Linked DNA regions of Mus musculus: all the other regions are linked to region 1. Evidence: chromatin contacts called from public HiChIP or PLAC-seq data. All regions are on one chromosome and are shown on one strand. Each heading gives the region's core, a stretch centred on a gene start, on an enhancer-like site or on the middle of the called end of the contact. The rest is flanking DNA. Distances are from core to core; before and after follow the strand shown.

Region 1 (3,262 bases), core at 265-2,764:
AGCGCCTAGGGGCTAGCATGTACTTTGATATGCTAATATGCACCAGGAAGAGCCCCTCTAACAGACTCTGGGAACCCTTTTCTTCAGTAGATTGGTTCCTGTCTTAGGGTTTTATTGCTGTGAACAGACACCGTGACCAAGGCAACGCTTATGAAAAACAACATTTAATTGGGGCTGGCTTACAGGTTCAGTGCTTCAGTCCATTATCATCAAAGAGGGAGCACAGCAGAATCCAGGCAGGCATGGCACAGGCAGAGCTGAGAGTTCTATGTCTTCATCCAAAGGCTGCTAGTGGAAGACTGACTTTCAGGCAACTAGGGTGAGGATCTTAAACTCATACCCACAGTGACACACCTACTCCAACCAGGCCACATCTGTTCCAACCAGGTCACACCTCCAAATGGTGCCACTCCCTGGCCCAAGAATATACAAACCATCATAGTCCCTCTGTGGAAAGACTGCACAAGAATCACAGACTGAAGACTCATGTCATATTTGATCCAGGTAGACAAGATCCAAGGCAGAAAGGTATGCCTGAAGGTGAGAGAGACCTTTCCCGGACTCTGTTACATGATCAGGAATGTTCAGGACTCAGTTACATGATCAGTGGTGGTGCAGGCCTTTAAACCCAGCACTCGGGAGGCAGAGGCAGGCGGATTTCTGAGTTCGAGGCCAGCCTGGTCTACAGAGTGAGTTCTAGGACAGCCAGGGCTACACAGAGAAACCCTGTCTCAAACAAAACAAAAGAAAAAATCATCAGGAATATTCTTTTTTGTTTACTAGGTTAAGTTCTCATCACTGTGTATGATAAAGATGAGAGGAACAAACAAGTATGTAAAAGTTCCAAGAGTAACGAGGCAGTAGTGCACGCTTTGAGGTAGCCAGAAATCCGCCTGCCTCTGCCTCCCGAGTGCTAGTTTTTTTTTTTTTTTTTTTTTTTTAATGTAATGTGCATTGGTGTTTTGTCTGCATACATATGGGTGTGAGGCTGTCAGATTCCCTGAAACTGGAGTTGCAATTGTGTGTTGTCATATGGGTGATGGGAATTGAATCCTGGTTCTCTAGAAGAGCAACCAGTGCTTTTAACCGCTGAGCCATCTCTCCAGCTCCAAGTTCACAGTTTTTAAGGAGACGAGGCGCTGCACTTTTTCCAGGGATCCCTCGGTTCTTAACTGCTCGAAACACAAGGTCTGACCTTCCAGAGAGCCACTCAGTAAGGACAGCATCCTTGGATGCAGGAGGTGGGTTTCTGAAGATTCGATCCTAGCTAGATAAGGGAGGGCGCCGACACAGGCCAAGGAGGCCAGCGTTCGCCGAGTCACTCTACTCTGGCGCCTTCACGGGCCGGGCCCCGCGTGGTGCCCTCCGGGTGGTCCGCAGTGCGGCGGGGGGCCGCGCAGAGCCGGGAACAGCGAGCGAACAGCTCCGGGAGGGCTCAGGCCGGGAACGCACTTGCGCGGTGCGAGCTGTCTCGGCGGGCGCGCGGGCGCGTGCGCGGTGAGGGCGGGGGCGCTCGGCGGCGCGCGGCACGGCAGGAACATGGCGCGCGGGAGCGGTGCGCGCGCCTAGCTGGCGGGACCGTTAGCTCTAGGCAGACGCCGACGGGCCCCGCGGGGATGGAACAGCCGCCGCCTCTGGCGCCCGAGCCGGCCTCGGCGCGGAGCCGCAGGCGGCGGGAGCCGGAGTCTCCGCCGGCGCCGGTGAGTGTGAGCGGGGCGCGGGCCGGGAGACTTTCTTTGTGAAACTCTGTCGGTGCGAGCCGGGCCGGGCCTCGGCGGCCGACGATGACCTGCAGGCGGAGGCCCCTCCGCTCGTCAGGGTTCGAGCCCCGCAGCGAATCATTAGGCAGACCCTGTGCATCATCTGCCTGCCTGCCTCAGTTTCCACGGCTGTGTGCTTGGAATGCACTGGGCACCTAATCTCCCGCACCTCCTCTTCCTCGACCCCGCCCCCTCGGAGCGGGACGGGGCTGGGGTGCGGGGCGGGGGCATCCGAGTCCACCGGGGCGGCTGGGAGGCTCGGGGGTCCCCATCCCAGGTGTGGTTGCTAGGGAGTGGGCTTTTGGTCCCTAGAAGGCTACAAGGTTGTTGGTGTCTCACCACAAGCAGGTACTGGAGAGCTTTAGGTCTACCTGGGCTTCCAAGTGTTTGGGTGTGTCTCTCAGAGTGAGGGATGCTGAGCAAAATGGACTTTTTCCTGGCTGGAGTAGTGTAGTCTTTCTCCCTCTACTCTGTGGTGTGTTTTCAAGCCACTAACTAGCCGGGGTATAAAGTAATAATCTGGAGCCACATACTGCACCAAGAGACACACGCACAAAGTGGTTTCCCAAGGCAGAGAAGGAAAATTTGAATTTTTAGCAAGTTTTCAAAGCTGTGACTGGGGGTGGGATGGGGGGCGGTGTCTGGCGAGCTGTAAAGTGTCCCATAAGCAGACAACTTTCCCTGCATGGTACCTAGTATGTAGTAGATGTTCAGTATGTATTTGTAGGACTGAATGATCCTGGGGTTGCAATTTAGGAGCCCTTGAGACACTTAAGATGTCATTTGAGATAAACATCTGTCAGTCTTAACTTCATATGATTTTTCTCAGCACCCGGGTTAACTTTTGTCGCTATTTATAATGTGATATTCCCAGTGTACTTTAGTAAAAAAGAACAAGGTATATGTTGATTAGGGTCAGCTAGTATCCTGGCAGGGTATAAAGGGTCAGCTCTGTATATCGATTAAATTCTGAGGGTCAGGGAGATAGATAGACGTCTCAGTGGGTAAAGGGGTCTGCTACCATGCCTGAGCACCCGGGTTGGATTCCTGGGACTCACACAGTAGGATAGACTGGACTCTGGCAAGTTGTCCTTTGACCTCCCTGCCAGGTGCAAAAAAGCACACACACACACACACACACACACACACACACACACACACACATACACACACAATAAAATAAAATAAAATAATTAAATCTGAATTTTAAAAATGTACTATTTCCTTATCTTCATTTAAGAACATTATTATTCTAGTATTTTGTTTTTCGAGGTAAACAGTTACATTTTCCCTTAAAAATTTAAAAGTATTTTTATGTAAATGAGTGTTTTGTTTACATGGATGTGCGTGTAGCAGAGGTGAAAAGGACATCGGATCCCATCTGGAGTTACATATGGTTATGAGCCTCGAAATGGTTGCTGAGAGCTGAACCCTGGCCCTTTGCAAGAGCAGCTAGTGCTTTGACCCCCGAGTCATCTCGTCTCTAATATTTACATTTCCAT
Region 2 (3,162 bases), core at 338-2,837, 340 kb after region 1:
GTTTGAAAATATACTTTGCTGTCCAACCTTGGTAAAAAAAAAAAATAACAGCAAGCTACCTACAAGGACATGGCCAGTTCTAGCGCCTGCTCTTGCACCTTTGTTTTGAGCCATCTGTTGTCTGACTAGGCCCGTCCCCCACATCCATACCCCAAGCTCCGAGATATTTTCAAAACCACGTAGACGTGGTGCATGTGAAAACTTGAGGCAGAGATCCAGCCGATAGGGACGGATCTCGGGACCACATCTGCTGTCCAGAGGCACCAGAAAGAGCAGATGCAGTGCCATGTCCCCTCCAACTCCAGACAAGGTGTGCGCCAGCCTATAAGGCTAAAGGTCACGGCCGTGAGCTAACGTAGGACACAGTACTGGTTATCCCGTGTGAAATCTGCATGCAGTGTCTTGTGGTAGGCACGAGACCTGGTAACCTGGAGAGCCTAGCGACCAGCCTAGCGATCACTTCCTCTTCCGAGATCCCCAAAATGGGAAAATGTGCTTAGGCCTGCAGCAGGCCTTGATTACTCTAAAGAGCCTCCTGATCCAAAGGGGGCCACACAGAGCACACAGTGCCAACGTGCCTGCCTCGCTTTATTATTTAACTGTTAGCAGACTAGTGTAACAACTCCCGTGCCCGTGCTGATGGCCTGATTTTCCTCATCTTGTTTCCTCTATTTGCTTAAACACCCCAAGTCTCCCCCAATACCTAGGATATGTCAAACAGCGGGGACACTGGAGCTGTTTCATCTGTGGACAGTCCCACCGAGGAGGACCTTACTCAGCCTGACTGCTGTGCCAGGTCCCGCTCTGTCTGGAGGCAGGTAGACTAGTACAGCCAAGGGGACAGGGGTCCATGAATTCTGCTGGCCGCTCCCCTCTCCTCCCTGAGACTCACAACCTTCACAGGGTGAGCCTGGGGTGGCGAACGTGTCTTTCCTGTTCCCCAGACCTCGAGTTTCCCACGCGGATGGCCGAACTCTTGTCTGCTTGAAGGCAGAGGAAAGAGCAGGTCAGCTCTAAAATCCCAGCTAGGCACTGGTAGCAATCAATATGAAGTATGACTGGTCTCTGTGCTGTGTGCATAAGAACTGAGGCCCTGGTCCCAGCGAGCTCAAATGAGAAGCCACCAGCATTCCCTGCTCAACTGGCAGGGGTGCCATCTTAGTGGAAATATTCTCTGTCTGGTCTGACCCAGTCCCACTGAGTGTGCTAAGCATGCCCTCGTGGCCCTTGCCACAGCCTTTGAAGTAGACATTAGTATTCCCACACAGAAAGCCCATGGCGGAGACCCACAGTGACCATGTATACATCCTAACCACGTGTCCTCTCCCACAGCCCTGGTGAGGGCCCAGCTTTGTGAGGCCTGTCTGTCCCACTAATCTTCATTTAATTCCCTCCCCGCAGCCTATTGTCACGGAGGGCATCCCTGCTGACAGCCCCTCTGTACCTCCTCATCTGAGTGGCATCCAAGAAAGGGCAGGAGGAGCCGCACATTAGCCCCTCAGCGTGAGCGCAGCCATTCTGTGCTGCTCTCCGGATGCTCTTATGTGGCTTCAACAAAGAGAACAGCTGCCAAGAGGCCACACTGTCCCCACAGAACGAACGCCCCAGGCTGGCAGCTGCCTGAATCCGCCAAGGGAGACACCAGCCAGTGGAGGGAGAGGGCAGCTCAGCCAGGCCAGCCCTGCTTTTCTCTGTGTGTGTGTGGAAGCTGTAATTTTGAAAGCCCTCCTCTGGTTCTCTGTGGGCCAGTGGAAGATAAGGAAGCAGCAGCAGCTGTCTGGAGACCAGATCGGTTTGCTATAACCAGCAGGCAGCTTCCCTCACAAATCATTGCAACCCCGGGCAGCCATTTCTATCCTGACTGCTTGCTGCTCCCAGCCCAGACCCTTAGGCCAGAGTAAGAGAAAGAAACTCTCCTGCCGCCGCCTTGTGCATTAGCCACACCGTCTTGGGTGTTATTCACAAAGCAAGATACACAGGTTGCTTATTGCTTTTCTTCCTTTCTTTGTCTGTTTTTGAGAGTCTCCTGTTGCCCAGGCTGGCCTCAAACTTACAACCCTCCTGCCTATACCTCTTGGGTGCTGGGATTACAGGCATGCCCCACTATGGCCAGCACTCCATGTCTCTGGGATGATTATAATCTGACCTTATTGTTTTTAAAGGGGGTGGGGAAAGACTTTTGATTTTAAAACAAAAACAAGAAAGACCTCAGACTCATTACAGGTCTGTCTGTCTGTCTATCTCCAGGACACTCAACTGAGTAGGGTGGAGGTGTGCCTGTAAAACACGACTTTAGACTTTGTCTAAAGCTGGATGTTTTCCTGAGGCTGGGGTTCTAGGGAAATGGGGTTTAGCTTTTCCCACAGGAGGGTAGCAGTAGCAAGGCCTTGTGTTGGCAGATAGGGAGAGCTACACTCTCAGTCTTTCCTCCTCTTATATCCCAACCAGCAAGCGATCATATAGGTGCCTAAAATGTTGCAGTAGACTCCAGAGGCTATTCAGAGATCACTGAGGGCAGAGGTATCATAGGAGGTGGGGCAGGAGCAAGGCCAGGCAGGGCTTGCACTCACAGCGATCCTTGGTTGGGCAGATCCTCTGACCCATTTTAGAAAGGAGAAAGGAAGTATATGATTCATTTTGTACAAGGATGGTTGAAACCATGACACCTGAAGGCAGTTTAGGAGGACTGGCTCAAGGCAGGTCTTTAACCGCAGTGTCCCCATATTCCCACCACTAAAGGGCCTACTACACTGAAGGGACATTTCCTAGTTCTCCAACCCTGCCAGGCTCTGGAAACTGTGCCCCTTCGAAGAGAAAGCTGGCGACATTCTCAGCTCCATGACTGGACACAACCCCAGGAATGTCACTTGTCCTGTGCGGTCAGAGTTCTGACCCCTCGCATGCACACTTGGCCGCTTTGTCTGTCCAGTTGATGACTGCGGGTCAGAGCAGAGCCCACCCGACTGCACGCCACGATGCTTCTACGGTCCTTGCTTCCATGTACACACAACAGCTGGCGTGTCCACCAGTTTGGGGGCATCATCAGTACAGGGGGCGCTCCAAGTTTTTACTTGCTAATTTAGTGTGGGTAAAATGGTTCTTCAGGGTTGGTTTATTTTGCATCTCATTGATTATTAAAGGAAACTAGTGCCCCCCACTCCT
Region 3 (3,008 bases), core at 170-2,669, 320 kb after region 1:
CACGCACCCTTTCCCTCTTTCTTGCTCACTGAGCTCAGGCCTGTACCTCATTCTCCAGCTCAGCTTCCGTCCTGCTGGGGATCCCAGAGCCTAAAAGGCTCATGCTGGGTAACAGCAACAATTCCCAGACACTGCTGTGGACCCTGACCTTGCCTTTGGTGTAAACAGCCCCCACACTACTTCCAACTACAAAAGGCTCCAATGCCACCGCTTGCTCCATGGTCAGAGAATGTATATGAAGCTGACCTTGACTCCTAAATTTTTGTTAAGTTTTAAGATTATATATGTATGTACATCTGCATGGGGTATATGCAGGTGAGTACAGGTGTCCCTGAGGTCAGAGGTGTCAGGTCCCCTGGAGCCGGAGGTCATGGCAGAAATGAGGGGCTTCTTCAAGAACAGAACTCTGTCTTAATACTGGAACCATCTCTCTAGCCCAAACCTTTTCTTTATTTCAATTTTTTTATTTGTACGTATGCTGTATTGTGTTGAGTGTGTGCAGTGCATACAATATATTGTGCGGTGCATCACAACTATGTAGTATATCATATGTTGCATACGTGTGGTATATTATATGGTATGGGGACAGTATATAGGCATATACACGTTCAGGTGTGTGTATACAAACACACACAGAGACCCGAGAAGGACGTCAGGTGTCCTGTAACTGTCCATTTGACTTCCTTGAGGTGGGGTCTCGCTGAGCCTGGAGCGAGGCCTGTGACCAGCAAGCTCTAGTAATTCACCATAGCTCCCTCTCGCAGTGTGGGCGGACTCACAGGTGTGTGCAGCCACAATGCATTTTTCATGGGGTCTGGGGATTTGAACTCCGATCCTCATGCCTGCATAGAAAGTGCCCTTACCCACGGAGGCATCTACCCAACCTCAAACCTTTGAAATGAGCTAGAAATACAGTGAGCTTGGGAAATAGTTAAAGCATCAGGCAGCAACTGGATTTTATCGTACCATTTTAATTTTATTCCTTCAGTTAGTAGTGCTAAATTAAGCAGATTTTTCTCCTCCCTTTACACAGTCCCTTGCCCTACAGCTGTATAAGACAGTCTGATTAGCAAGGTAACTAAATAATATATTAACCTTTTGGATCTTGATCCAAGAAGTTCTCAAAGCGTGGGTACAATGGGACCTTTGTGCAAGTTTGAAGAGTGCTAATATTTATGACTCTGGACAAGAAAATCACTAGGATAGCACACTGCTCCTTCCTTTCAGTACATGAACTTAATGGCCTGTTCCTCCTGTGTTTAACATCCAGCCTCAGGAAACTGGTGCTGGCTCTGCTTTTTGAGGTATTCAAATAACAGTTTCCACAAAGGGGAAATGAAAAGGCCTTTGAGGAAGCTCCACACACCTTTGAAGTGGCTCGGAATAAAGACTTGACACTTACCAAGTGCCTGGGTGTGCCTGGTGTAGCTTCTCACGCAGTGTTCATTATTGCGTTGAAAACACACACAGGCTTGTTACCATCAGGAACAGGAGCCTCAAAGACCGGGGGGGGGGGGGGGGGCGTCGTCGGGGTCCCATAGAGAGCATGGGGAAGAGCGGCAGCTGTCTAAAGCCAGAGCTGGAGCTCACTGAGCCTCCCTGAAGAAACAGCTAAGCTCTTAAGAGAGCTCAACTGGCGTGCCGGAGGAATGCGGACAGTGAGGCACAGCTACCAGGAAACCCAGAAAAGGAGTTCATTTTCTGTGGCACGGCTTCCCATGGTCCTCACTGTCATCTCCACCTCACAGGTGGTGTGCCTGCCCACCCACCAGGAGATCCTGCCGGACCTCACAGTGCAACCACCTCACACACTCACACACACACACACACACACACATGCACACGCACACGCACATGAGTGAAATTGACAGAGACTCCATGTTTAAGATTCTTTGCAGCATAATTGTTAATTTCATGGTGACTTCAAAAAGTCACTTTTCCAGAGGCTCCTCCTGAGGCAGAGTATGCACCCCCAGAACTGGAGGAAAGCCAGGAGGCGACTTTTAGTCACTAGTGCTGACTCAGCGTGTCCCCACTTGACTTCCAGGCATCTCAGGCTGCCGCTCGGTGGCTTGGGTGTGCAGAGATGCTGCCCTCCCCGTCCTGCTGGAGAGCTGGTTGCCCTGGGGGAGGGAGCACTTTCATTTGCCAGGGAAAATTTCACTGGTGCCACTCAGAACGTCTCCAAAAGCAGTTAAAAAGTGGGACAAGGGCTCTGCCATGTGCCCAGCGCCTGTGAAACAGGCCCTCATCAGAACAGCCCCTGTGGCAGAGCTTAACGGGCTACATTCTTAAGCCAGATTGGCAGAGTTGGCCACTTACTGGAAGCAACGGCAGTCAGTAATTGCATTTCCCTGGTTCAGATGGTATGTTCTAGCAAATCCATTATGGGACACTGAATAAGACAAAGACAGCTTATAACTCGGCCCAGCTGCTGGGGGTGCTCTGGGGGGACCCATAATCTGCTCTGCGACTCGGTAAAACTAGTGAAGCCTCACAATAAGGAGACCTGGAGTTCAACCAGAAATTCCAGACTGTCGCCTTAGCAAAACAGATGGTGGCCCCCAGGTCGTGGCTCCGTCAGGCGAGCTGGCACTGTCTGCCTCACAGCTCTGGTACTTCTCATGTGCCTGATGAAGAGAGGCATCCACATTGCCTTTGTGCCCACGGAGAACCCACGAAATCCTGTCTGTGATGCAGGGCCCGTGGCGTGACGCTGAACTCTGTACTAAGCCCTTCTTCTCCAGCCTCCCTCTCCTGGGGCTTCGGGATTCTGTGTGCAGTCCTGTTGAGCTGGCTGCTCTTTTCCTTCCTGGAGAAAGGTAAACTACTTGAAGTATGTGCCAGTTTCTCGTTCTGACTGCCACCCATGCACAAAGGACTCACTCTCAAAGCAACGCATGGGCATATGTGCTGTGCCGTGGCTGAGGTCACCATGGAACTCAGAATGAAGAGACTGTAGTGGAAGCAGATACTTGGGGCTCATGATGGCTAGCTGACTTTGTGGC
Region 4 (3,419 bases), core at 18-2,517, 360 kb after region 1:
TACCCCGTACCCCCACGTCAGTACTGTGTTGTCATAATGCATTAAATCCAAGGGCGGGAAAGATTCTCAGCCATTGTCTAAAGTGCCCGGCTACAGATATGAAAAATCATCATCTCCAAAGAAAGATAGCTGCAGACGGCACAGACCGAAAAAGGAGGAGGGGGTGTCCGTGTCCGCTCAATGTCCTGGTTTCACAATGGCTGTCATGCATTTTTCTTCTGGGGTAATTTTTTTTTTTTTTTGTATTTTTTCTTCCTGCCTGCTGCTGCTTGCCTTGATTCAATGTTGAGTTTTAACCCCTAGAGATAAAAAAGCAGGTTGTCAGTGAATGGTGACTTTGAACTACAGGGGTCTTGAATGTAGAATGGCTGTCTTCAAAGGACACAGAGTTAGAGTTGGGAGAGTGGGGAAAGCTGCATGTGTAGCTGTCTTTGGAAGCACAAGGATGGCCCTCTTGCTCATCCTGTAGTACTAACACTCAGCGTCAATCTCACTGCACAGGAGGTAGCAGCGGTAACCGGCCACTCCGGGGTTTCCGGCTGGACCACGCATGTGTGTGCAGCTAATGTTTGTGTTTGGCCTCTTCCTCTCCAATGAGACCTATCTTTTCTTCCTCCTGGCTAAAGAGGAGAGAAATTGCCTCTTTGAGGCCTCTTCTGTCCACCCACAGGTGCCTGAACCTGCTCAGCGTGGCTGCATCCCCAGGCTTCCAACTGAAGCTCAACATGGCTTGGGGAGTTGCCCACGGCCCCCAGGTACCTGAATCATGACCTAGACTTGAAATGTGGCCTTCAGTGAAGGCTCTCAAAGTTGGGTGCTGGCAGCCATCTAGGGTTGGGGAGCCACATGCTCACATTGCTGAGAGGAAGAAGGGAGCCAAGCACAAGGCCTCCGTGATCATCTTCCCAGAGGCTGCTGTCCTTTTGCAAACTGTGGTAGACTTTTATTTTCCTCTTCTGAAGCGTGCATTTGTTCTACTGGGTATTGGTTAGTCTCACTGATCTTAGGAGTGCAGCAGACGAAAACACAGTGTGCAAGATGGGAAAACAGAGAGAGCCTGTTACCGAGCAGGCTGACACCTCTGTTGATTAAAGTATCTTAGGACAACAAATCTGAGAACGGGAGAATGGCTCTTCTCGTTGAGAAGCAAAAGTTCTTTGGTTTGAAAAATTATTTTCAAAAACTGAATGTATTGCCCTAGGTCTTCTCTGAGAAGCCCAGCCTTCCTCCAGCATCACCGGCTCCGTTTCCGACACGGGCAGGCTCTGTCAGTCTTGCACGCAGCTCCCCTGTGTGATTGCCTCGGCAATTTCTGCTCAGCCCTGAAACAGGCTTGGCTCCGTGGCATATTTGAAAGACAGAAGCAATTTTAAAGCAGTGGAGACTTGAAGCCCTTGTGGATCAGAGGAGGGGTGGAGAGCAAAGTGTGTGGGGCACAGAGCAGAGCAGGGTCCCCTTCACGGTGCCAGAGCAGCTGGTTTTAATCACTGCAGCCTCAAAGACTGAGGGGTCATCTGGGGTCAGAGGCAGGGTGCCGACTACGGGATTGCTCCCGTCAGGATGATCTACCAAGACTCTTCAGATCTCTGATGTGATAGTTTTCCTGCCTTTGAGAACTTCCTAGTGTTGCCCGGGGCTGACAGCAGTGTTAACAGAGATGGAACTGGAGCTGCCAGGACACTGCAACACCAAGTCTCACTCATCGAGAGCAAGCAGAAGCGCTTTGTGGCTTGAATAAGAAATCTATGCCCCACGGGCTCCTGGACCCCAAATAGGTTGCATTGTTTTAGAAGGTGGTGAGAACTTTAAGGAGGTATAGTCTCACTGGAGGGAGTAGGCAACTGGGGGTGCGCCTTGAGGTCACGGAGTCTGGCCCCACTTTCTGTCCACTCTGTGCTTCTTGATTGCAGACACAATGTGACTGGTGACCTCATGCTTGTCACCACAGGCCCCACTGTGCCAGAATAAATTCTCCCTCTCTTAGTTAAGTTGCATTTGTCAGACATTCGGTCCCAGAAACATGAAAATTAGCATCCGATCAGGCAGCAGAGATGAGATAAACGAGGGGGGCTCTAGTGAGTGCAGCCTTGGGGACTTGCGTGAGAAAACAGCATGGGCAGTTTTGGAAGAACTCTCCCAGTGGGGTGACTGCGCATTCCTGTTGGCCAGGTGCTGTTGGGCCACAGGGGACCAAAGGGGATACAGAATCCCTGTCCTTGTGCACACAGGTCAGAGGTTACAAGGGAATGAACTTCACAGAGCTCGACTGTTTGGTGAATGACAGGCATCAAACTGGCCCGCCTCCCCTTCTCTAAATAGTCCCTGTTCAGTATTCCAGAGCACAGAAGATACTGAAATCAGTCTACCAGACCATTATCTGTACACACACACACACACACACACACACACACACACACACACACACACACTCACACACACTCACACTCACAGACTCACACTCACATCCACACACATGCACGCGCACACATACAAACTCATACTCACATTCATACACAGACACATACACACAAATTCATACACACATACATACACATGCACACACAAAGACTCAGTCTCTCTTTTCTCTCTCTCTCTCTCTCTCTCTCTCTCTCTCACACACACACACACACACACACACACACACACACTCACTCTTCCTTTCTCCTCTGGGTACTGGTGCTGCTGAGAGGAAGCCAGTGCACACCTTACTATATGGTATGGACCCTTGTTTCTTCATACAAGAAAAAGAAATGAATAAATTGGCCCAGCCCTGTCTCTGCCTAATGCTAGCTGTGTGGCTGTTATTGAGCAGTAAATTCTCACGGGGTTTTTGTAGCAGTAGCATAGAGAGAGAGGAAACATACAAAGATAAGACACAGAAATCCTGACAAGCAGAAAAAACAGAGCTGAGCCTGTAAGGCAGCGCCAGGGATTTGCCTGTGGTTTAGGAGGCCATAAGGGGACCAGGCACAGGGCTTCCACCCGCAGCACCTGGCTGCAGGAGGAGGGGTGTGGCTTTCACTAAAGGACCCGGAGCTCCCAGCCATCCAGAGAGTGCAGGCTCTCCTTGTCCTCTTCTTGCTCAGCCTCTTTACTGCAGTGTACTGTATGACTTGGCTACTTGCTGGGCGAGCGAGCTCAGGAGTGGGACTTACCAAAGCTGAGGTCACGGGAGTGCGGTGTGGATGGTGGCTGCAGAGCTGGGCTGGGAGGGGCTGGTCACAGTGCACAAAGTAGACATGGAGATCCAGATGTGGCATGAGGACTATTCCAGGTGATACTGTGTTGAGACAGACATCGGGGCCCCAGTGCTCCTACACCCCACACTTTACACAGGTGTTGGGAGTGGGTGACTGTGCACAGGTTAGCAGTTCACATGTCATCAATTGTGCCAGTCCTTTCAAGTGTACACACCTATC
Region 5 (3,358 bases), core at 636-3,135, 410 kb after region 1:
TCTGTATGGGTCAGGGTTTGGCGACCGTGACCCACAGCTAAGGCTGGTGAATGAGTTTGAAGTTCTATTTGTTTGTCTTGGCAGTAAGTCAGCAATGGATTTTACCTTTTAAAATGGTTAATGAGTACAGCAGAAATCCTGATTTTTGCCTCTTGGTTCACAAAGCCTGAAGTCACCTGTTACCCAGCCTCTTAAAAGAAAGGTTGGCAACTCCTGATACACATAACTGAAAAAAAAAAAAAAGGCCAGGAAGTATTCAAGGAAGCAGGGGAGACCGACTGGCCCATTGGGCCCAAAGCCTCAGCGAGGCCTCACACTTGGTGGAGGTGGCTCCGACCTAGCTCTTGGCTCTTCAAGCCAACAGATCTGAGTCAAAGTTACAAAATCGGTCTCTGTTTCCCCTTTGCTGGTAGTAGAGAGACATCCCCTTAAGCTCAGGAAATTTAAAAAAAAAAAAGTTTTTAATACATTTTTTCCTTAAATGTTCTACCCTGCCCTACCAGACAAAGATATGCTCCAGACCAGCAGAAGCCTCCTCTGGGAGCCTGGTGGGACCACACAGCAAGGCCGTAGGCTGCCCCAGTTTTCACCAGCAATGACTCCTAACTGCAAACACACCCAAGAAAATCACCCACCAAAACTTACACATTGTTTCTGCACCAGTGCACAGGTCTCACCTTCCTCCCCCTTTAAAAAAGAAAGAAAGAAAGAAAAATCAGTCCACACTGATCAGTGGGTCACTGGTGAGGTGCTGCCGGGCACAGTGGTCCTCAGCACCTTGCAAACGGGCAAATGGCAACAGTGCAGCTTCCCCTCACACACTGTACTCCTGGCTTGTGAACTGGGCCTGTTTGTAGAGGATCCTAGAGACGTCCATGCCAGCACTCACCCACCCACCCTCCCCGTTGTCCTGGGCACCTCCCTACTTGGCATTCACTCTCCTTATATGCATTGTTAGCCACCTTTGGCCTACATGGACTCTTTTTTGTAAATTACACAATTTCCAGACAGCATTAAACTTTTTATATTATGAAATTTTGCCATGTAAAAAGAACTCCATATTTTTATTGAGGCTGCAGGGCGCTTGGCCCTTCCTTTGTGATTCAGTGTCTATTAAAGCATGAGCCTGTCAGTTTTAAATGCTGTCTCCGAGTCTCTTTCTATCCCTTTCCCACAATTCCAGAGTGACCATGTTTACAAATGAGCACACACCTGAGTGCACCGTAGGAAGAGAGAAAGGGGCACTTGCACCTGGTACTCTAGCCATACACAGGACCTTAGATGGTCAGCACTGTGGCTCTTGTAGACTCACGGTGGAGAGCCAATGATGTCTACTGTTGAACGGCTACGTGGGAGGGAAAACACATCAAACAGATTTTAGCCACCCGGGAACCCCCCCCCCCCGCCCGCCTCCTCCAAGAAACTTTCAAGGAACCTTTTCAGGGAGAAAACCATCCTTTGTGTGGAGAGGCACAAAGCTAGCGAGTCGGACAGCGAGGTGCGGGAGCTGTCTCCACTGGGTGACAGCGAAAATATTAAGCAGCAATGTATAAAACATTGCTGTCCTGCCCGTGCCGTTTGCAAGGCTCACTGCAGCACAGCCCCAGATGGCTCATAACTGAGGGTGGAAAAACTCCAGCAAAAAGAAACAGCAGGGAAAACTGGCCCTGCTGCCTCACGATGGGCGTAGCAGAAAGGCAAAAACGTTGACAACGAAGCCTTCAAAACTCACATAGAGAAGACAGACAATCCAGTACTGAGAAATGTCCCATCATAAAGGGAGACTTCATCCCATAACCCTACACAGCCAAAATACCAGGGTATGTGGTAGGTTATACAATCCAGCGAATGGGAAACCTGCTGTGAGCAGTGAAGCCACGCTCCTCATGTGCACGTGGAGGGTGTTCATGAACACAGCACACATGCAGACCACACGCTCACTCCCAGACAGTAGCAGAGAGCACCAGTCCCCACCACAATGGTCACAGTGTGCCGCGCTACTCATCACAAAGGGGCACGTACGCACTGTGGCTCCTCAATTCCAAGTGCATTCATTCCCTGACACAGAAGTAATCAATACAAAAATACAGGCTGGGTCGAGTTGTGAGAGCACTGTTCTAGAAAGTGTGAGGCTCCTGGTCGCACCCCCAGAACCACCAGGAGAAAGCACACACCACAATGTCCATGGATACCTCCAGCCACCCTGAGCTTGCTTCAGTGTCTCTTAAGTATATAGCCTTTTTCTAGACTTCTGGAAGCTGACACAGTGGACCCCAATAAAACAAAAACACTGAAGACAGCAAGCATCTTGGGCTCCCTGAACTCAAGTGCCTGTCTCCATACTTAAGCCAGGCACATCCTCCTGTAAGCCTTACTCGGGGCGGGTAACTGCCGATGACCCACTGGCCTGAGAACCTGCTATGGTAGTTGCTGAGCTGTGTAGTCAGGGAGTAGGGACGGCATAGGGGGCATCTAGACACATGTTCCCAAAACTTAATTCATGATTGGTTGAACCCATAGATGAGGAACCCACAGGTAGGGTACAGAACACCAGCTGTGAGTAAAGTCCTAAGAATAAAACTGGGCTGGCCATAGTGGTGCATGCCCCAGAACTTGGAAGGCAGACATAGGCAGATCTCTGCGTTCGAGGCCAGCCTGGGGCATAACAGAAAGGGAGTTCAGGGACATAACAGAAAAACCCTGTCTTTAAAAACAACAACTGTAATTCCACAAAATAAGTGGAATATAGGGGCTTAAATTTTTTCTTATACTGGAGCTGGAGAGTGGCTCAGTGGTTAAGAGCACTCATTGCTCTTCAAAAGGTCCTGAGTTCAATTCCCAGCACCCACATGGCAGCTCACAACTATCTGATGCCATCTTCTGTTGTGCAGATGTACATGCAAAGTACCCATACATACATACATGAATCCTTTTTAAAAGTTCTATATGTAATTGCAAGAATCCACAACCCCGGAGGAGGCTGCAGCTCTAAGCTGCGAGCGACATGGGTCAACTCTGGGCACAAGAAGTTGGGAAGGCAAGTCGGGAAATCAGAGGAGACACTCAGACAGGCAAGGCTGAATCAAGAAAGCAGCAGAGGCTGCAGCTCAGAACAGCTCGGGCTGTCAGAAGCACAGGGCTGATGGGATGGGCAGGAGGGGCGCTGTAACCAGAGATACGTCAGAAGCCATACGAGGAGCACGCATGCCCAGAAATGCTCATGTGCATTGAACATGAGACACTGCATAGGAGAAACGCAAAGTCCTCGCATGGTCAAACTGGAAGGCAGCCAGGAGGCAGAAGCATAGCTCCCGAAGAGAGAGGAGGAGGAGGAGGAGGCACAGCAGCTACAGAGGCT
Region 6 (3,022 bases), core at 140-2,639, 280 kb after region 1:
TTAATCCTCTCACACATCAAAGGTGAGCACTAACAACCTCCTCAGTGCCTCTCACCCACACCAGCTCCTCAGTGGAGATCAACCATTACAGTGCTTTAGTCTGACCCCTCCTCTCCTGGGGTGAGCAGGACCTTGGAGTTTCCCAACAGGCCATGCCAAAATTGTGCTAAAGAGATGACCCCATGGGTAAAGAATGATTGCTGAGTTCAGATGCAAGTATCCCTGTAAAAAGCAGGGTGTGGCCACATACCTGTAACCCCCATGCTGGGAGTGGGGACAGGAAGGTCTCTGGGGCTGGCTGGCCACCACCCTAGCTGCGGACTGATTGAGAGACCCTGACTCAAGGGAGAGAAGCAGAGATCAATCAAGCAGGACCTCAGTCAATATCCTCCTGGCGTCTGCACATGCACAGTCAGGCTTGTATACACGTGCACACACACACATGCACACACACAGATACACACATATACACACACACAGGATTGTATACACATGCACACACAGGCTTGTATACACACACACACAGGCTTGTATATACACACATGCACAGGCTTATATGCATGCACACACACAGGTTAGTATGCACACACAAACAAATCATGCATATGCTGGCACTTTTGGGGTGTGTGTGTGTGTGTGTGTGTGTGTGGTTAGTGTACCATTGTAGCATCTGCCCTGCTGGAATCTCCCTCTCCCTGTTGGATACAAAGGAACAGTAGCTACAGTGTCCATGTGTAGGATCTCCAGATGACAGGATGTCTGTTGCCAAGGGAAGTCTCCGTTGATGGCCATCAAAATACTGAAGCTCTGAGATTTATAATCACAAGGGGCTGAGTGTTACCCAGACTGGGGAGCAGGTTTCCCCTGGGCACAGTCTCCAAATGAGAGCTCATGCCGCCTTCACAATGCCTCTGGCATCCCACAGGAGCCAGCGAGGCTGTGCCTGGACTCCTGACTCACCAGACAGAGCAACGAATGCGTGCTGTTTTAAGTGGCTCTGTCTGTGGACGTGTTGTTACGCAGCAATAGATAACTAACACAGTGTCTCGGCGGGGCTGAACAAGACACTGCAGTCTGAGCTCCTGCTCTGCATAAGTGCCTGGCATCTGGTAACGAGATGTGTGACTGTGCTTTACTAAACATTTCGTCCCTCACGCCTAACACTCCTAAGGAAACGAGAAAGTTTTAGTTCCCCGAAAAGAACTGAGTCAGCACCTTGATTGTCAAACTCCTGAAGCAGGTGTCCCAGATAAAGGACACCAGATGTGTCACAGCAGCTGGAGTAGGGAAAGTCTGAAATCACAAAGATTATGTCGAGTGCAGCTCTGTGCGCAGGAGAGAACAAAGGGAAAATGAAAATCAGGTTTCCTAGGGGAGGTGGGGGGAGCGTCTGTAGTGTGGTGATGGGGGAGCTTCAGGAGGCACCCCCACTTCCTGTAGACAGAGACGGTTGGCATGGTTACTGACGGAATACACATAGAACATTTTTTAACCCCTCCCCCCCGTTTCCGTGTGGCTCGATCTCTTACTCGAGCCCCAGATGGGGGTCGGGGGTCCCAGTTCACAATCAGTCCTCTGAGCTGCCTACCTCCCCTGACCTCAGGATAGCTGTGGGATGGAATAAGCTCCCTCTTACATCAAGGAAGAGGACTAAAAATTATTCTGTAAACATCTTCTGAGTGTTTGCAACTTGTTGCCTGCTCCTCTGATCTTCTCTACAGTAGCTCTCTGTGTCTGGTGCTTTTCCCATCACTGGTTAACCAAATAGTCCCAGGCTAAAAGCAGCCCAGCTGCATGCTCGGGAGCCCATGGCCAGTGGTCCCCTGGGATAGAGCTCAAATCTACTGAGTCCAGGACTGTGCAGAGCATCAGTGTGCTCTGAGCCCCCCACCCCCAGCCTTCCAGGGAAGCTCCAAGGTCAGTTTCTTCATAAAAGAGGCCATTTGCATTGTTAAAAAAAAAAAAAAACATTTATTGATATTGGCCCAGAAGCCAGGGCGGCCCACCTGTGAAGGTCTCAGTGTGACCCAGGCAGCTGCATGGGCTGCATAAACCTCTCTGTCCTCTCTGCCACGAGCTTAGGGTTTTCTCCCAAGAGCGTCCTCACCCGACTTGTTAGGAGTCTGGATCAGATTTATTTTCCCTGTCAGTTAAAAAAAAGTAAAAGACAATTTAAAAACTCTCACACAACAGGTAGCAGTGGGGAGGAAAATGTCAGACAGCAGACTGAATCAGCTGGTGAAGAAAGGCTTTTATTAGGAATGAGGAAACACACACTGAACACTCGCGCGCACACACACACACACACGCACACGCACACGCACACGCACACACACGCACAGCAAGGGGTGGGGCTTGGGAAGCTGAAGTCCAATCACACCTTGAGACTGGAGATCTCAGGGTCCCTTGAGAGTCTCCCTCCCTAATTTAGGATTGGTCAGTTTAAATAAAGACAGGGAGGCTGATGGACCCCCTACTTTGGGGTAATTCTATTCTGGCCTTAACATTTTCAGATTTGCTCACAGGTCGGGAAACTGTATTGATTGGAGAAAAAACCCGCCAGGAATCTGGTCTCTGGTCAGGAGTATGCAAGAGAAGCTGGAAGTCTGCCATCTTTGTATCTAGCTGTGGCCTTTCCTTCTGCCTGTCTGCTTATCCCTCACTCTATGAAGCAATAAAATTGTGGATGTTGCCAGTCTCACATCTTTCTAGTATTCTCTGTAGTCAGCTGGGTATGAGGCCCAGCTTGCCTCTGCTACACCACAGCCAAAGCCAAAGTCACTTCCAGTAGAACCCCCACCCCCACCTGTGACTGTATGTGTTTCCCAGCTCATACGGTTGGAACACTGTGGGTGGCAGCTCACAGGACATCGTCTTCTGTGAAAAGGGTGGCAGAAAAATGGTTTCCTTGACTTGGATGTTGGGGACGTTTTTATCAAAAAATGAACTAGCAAGCCTGACATCTTAAAGACAACGGCATTTGTTATCACTGCAAAGTTGTAAGGAGAAGTTGGAATGGGGG

The links. HiChIP or PLAC-seq counts read pairs in DNA pulled down with a chosen protein or histone mark.
Region 2: a contact with region 1 is called in an H3K4me3 HiChIP or PLAC-seq map of embryonic basal ganglia, with 5 times the contacts expected there. The contact joins the enhancer-like site here to the promoter of Ttc28 in region 1. A contact is called at or near these places in 2 of 39 promoter capture datasets (embryonic stem cells and hippocampal neurons), 2 of 484 Hi-C or Micro-C datasets (adipose-derived mesenchymal stem cells and bone marrow-derived macrophages), 17 of 115 datasets of contacts at active chromatin or transcription factors (bone marrow-derived macrophages, craniofacial prominence, embryonic basal ganglia and 13 more) and 4 of 9 other capture datasets (adipose tissue, embryonic stem cells, liver and 1 more).
Region 3: a contact with region 1 is called in an H3K4me3 HiChIP or PLAC-seq map of embryonic forebrain, with 7 times the contacts expected there. The contact joins the enhancer-like site here to the promoter of Ttc28 in region 1. A contact is called at or near these places in 2 of 39 promoter capture datasets (both in embryonic stem cells), 2 of 484 Hi-C or Micro-C datasets (adipose-derived mesenchymal stem cells and bone marrow-derived macrophages), 15 of 115 datasets of contacts at active chromatin or transcription factors (bone marrow-derived macrophages, craniofacial prominence, embryonic basal ganglia and 12 more) and 4 of 9 other capture datasets (adipose tissue, embryonic stem cells, liver and 1 more).
Region 4: an H3K4me3 HiChIP or PLAC-seq map of craniofacial prominence shows a contact between it and region 1, with 3 times the contacts expected there. The contact joins the enhancer-like site here to the promoter of Ttc28 in region 1. A contact is called at or near these places in 2 of 39 promoter capture datasets (embryonic stem cells and hippocampal neurons), 4 of 484 Hi-C or Micro-C datasets (bone marrow-derived macrophages, colorectal tumor organoids and embryonic stem cells), 18 of 115 datasets of contacts at active chromatin or transcription factors (bone marrow-derived macrophages, craniofacial prominence, embryonic basal ganglia and 9 more) and 2 of 9 other capture datasets (adipose tissue and liver).
Region 5: an H3K4me3 HiChIP or PLAC-seq map of forebrain shows a contact between it and region 1, with 6 times the contacts expected there. The contact joins the enhancer-like site here to the promoter of Ttc28 in region 1. A contact is called at or near these places in 2 of 39 promoter capture datasets (both in embryonic stem cells), 1 of 15 datasets of contacts at CTCF or cohesin (pro-B cells), 2 of 484 Hi-C or Micro-C datasets (bone marrow-derived macrophages and nephron progenitors), 10 of 115 datasets of contacts at active chromatin or transcription factors (craniofacial prominence, embryonic basal ganglia, embryonic forebrain and 6 more) and 3 of 9 other capture datasets (adipose tissue, embryonic stem cells and macrophages).
Region 6: a contact with region 1 is called in an H3K4me3 HiChIP or PLAC-seq map of stem cell-derived neural progenitor cells, with 17 read pairs. The contact joins the enhancer-like site here to the promoter of Ttc28 in region 1. A contact is called at or near these places in 8 of 115 datasets of contacts at active chromatin or transcription factors (craniofacial prominence, embryonic basal ganglia, embryonic hindbrain and 5 more) and 2 of 9 other capture datasets (adipose tissue and liver).

The regions. Positions count from the first base shown.
Region 1 is chr5:110,878,289-110,881,550 of GRCm38.p6, forward strand. Ttc28 (tetratricopeptide repeat domain 28) reads left to right here and starts at 1,515. Exons shown (of 23, transcript NM_001267622.1): 1 at 1,515-1,700. The coding sequence starts at 1,617.
Region 2 is chr5:111,219,409-111,222,570 of GRCm38.p6, forward strand. The region is part of intron 6 of Ttc28 (tetratricopeptide repeat domain 28); the gene reads left to right. Among named protein-coding and RNA genes, the nearest start is that of Gm35628, 14 kb to the right of the region's middle. Within about 2 kb of position 1,588, at least 91 of the 459 cell types and tissues checked have an H3K27ac peak or open chromatin away from gene starts, as enhancers often do. A contact at or near this core is called in embryonic basal ganglia, embryonic forebrain and stem cell-derived neural progenitor cells, where this site is marked.
Region 3 is chr5:111,198,977-111,201,984 of GRCm38.p6, forward strand. The region is part of intron 6 of Ttc28 (tetratricopeptide repeat domain 28); the gene reads left to right. Among named protein-coding and RNA genes, the nearest start is that of Gm35628, 34 kb to the right of the region's middle. Within about 2 kb of position 1,420, at least 84 of the 459 cell types and tissues checked have an H3K27ac peak or open chromatin away from gene starts, as enhancers often do. A contact at or near this core is called in adipose tissue, embryonic forebrain, forebrain and 3 more, where this site is marked.
Region 4 is chr5:111,242,359-111,245,777 of GRCm38.p6, forward strand. The region is part of intron 12 of Ttc28 (tetratricopeptide repeat domain 28); the gene reads left to right. Among named protein-coding and RNA genes, the nearest start is that of Gm35628, 9.2 kb to the left of the region's middle. Within about 2 kb of position 1,268, at least 15 of the 459 cell types and tissues checked have an H3K27ac peak or open chromatin away from gene starts, as enhancers often do. A contact at or near this core is called in craniofacial prominence, where this site is marked.
Region 5 is chr5:111,288,641-111,291,998 of GRCm38.p6, forward strand. Ttc28 (tetratricopeptide repeat domain 28) reads left to right here. Exons shown (of 23, transcript NM_001267622.1): 23 at 1-1,140. Among named protein-coding and RNA genes, the nearest start is that of Pitpnb, 40 kb to the right of the region's middle. Within about 2 kb of position 1,886, at least 41 of the 459 cell types and tissues checked have an H3K27ac peak or open chromatin away from gene starts, as enhancers often do. A contact at or near this core is called in forebrain, where this site is marked.
Region 6 is chr5:111,158,737-111,161,758 of GRCm38.p6, forward strand. All of the region lies in intron 5 of Ttc28 (tetratricopeptide repeat domain 28), which reads left to right. Among named protein-coding and RNA genes, the nearest start is that of Gm35628, 75 kb to the right of the region's middle. Within about 2 kb of position 1,390, at least 64 of the 459 cell types and tissues checked have an H3K27ac peak or open chromatin away from gene starts, as enhancers often do. A contact at or near this core is called in memory CD8 T cells and stem cell-derived neural progenitor cells, where this site is marked.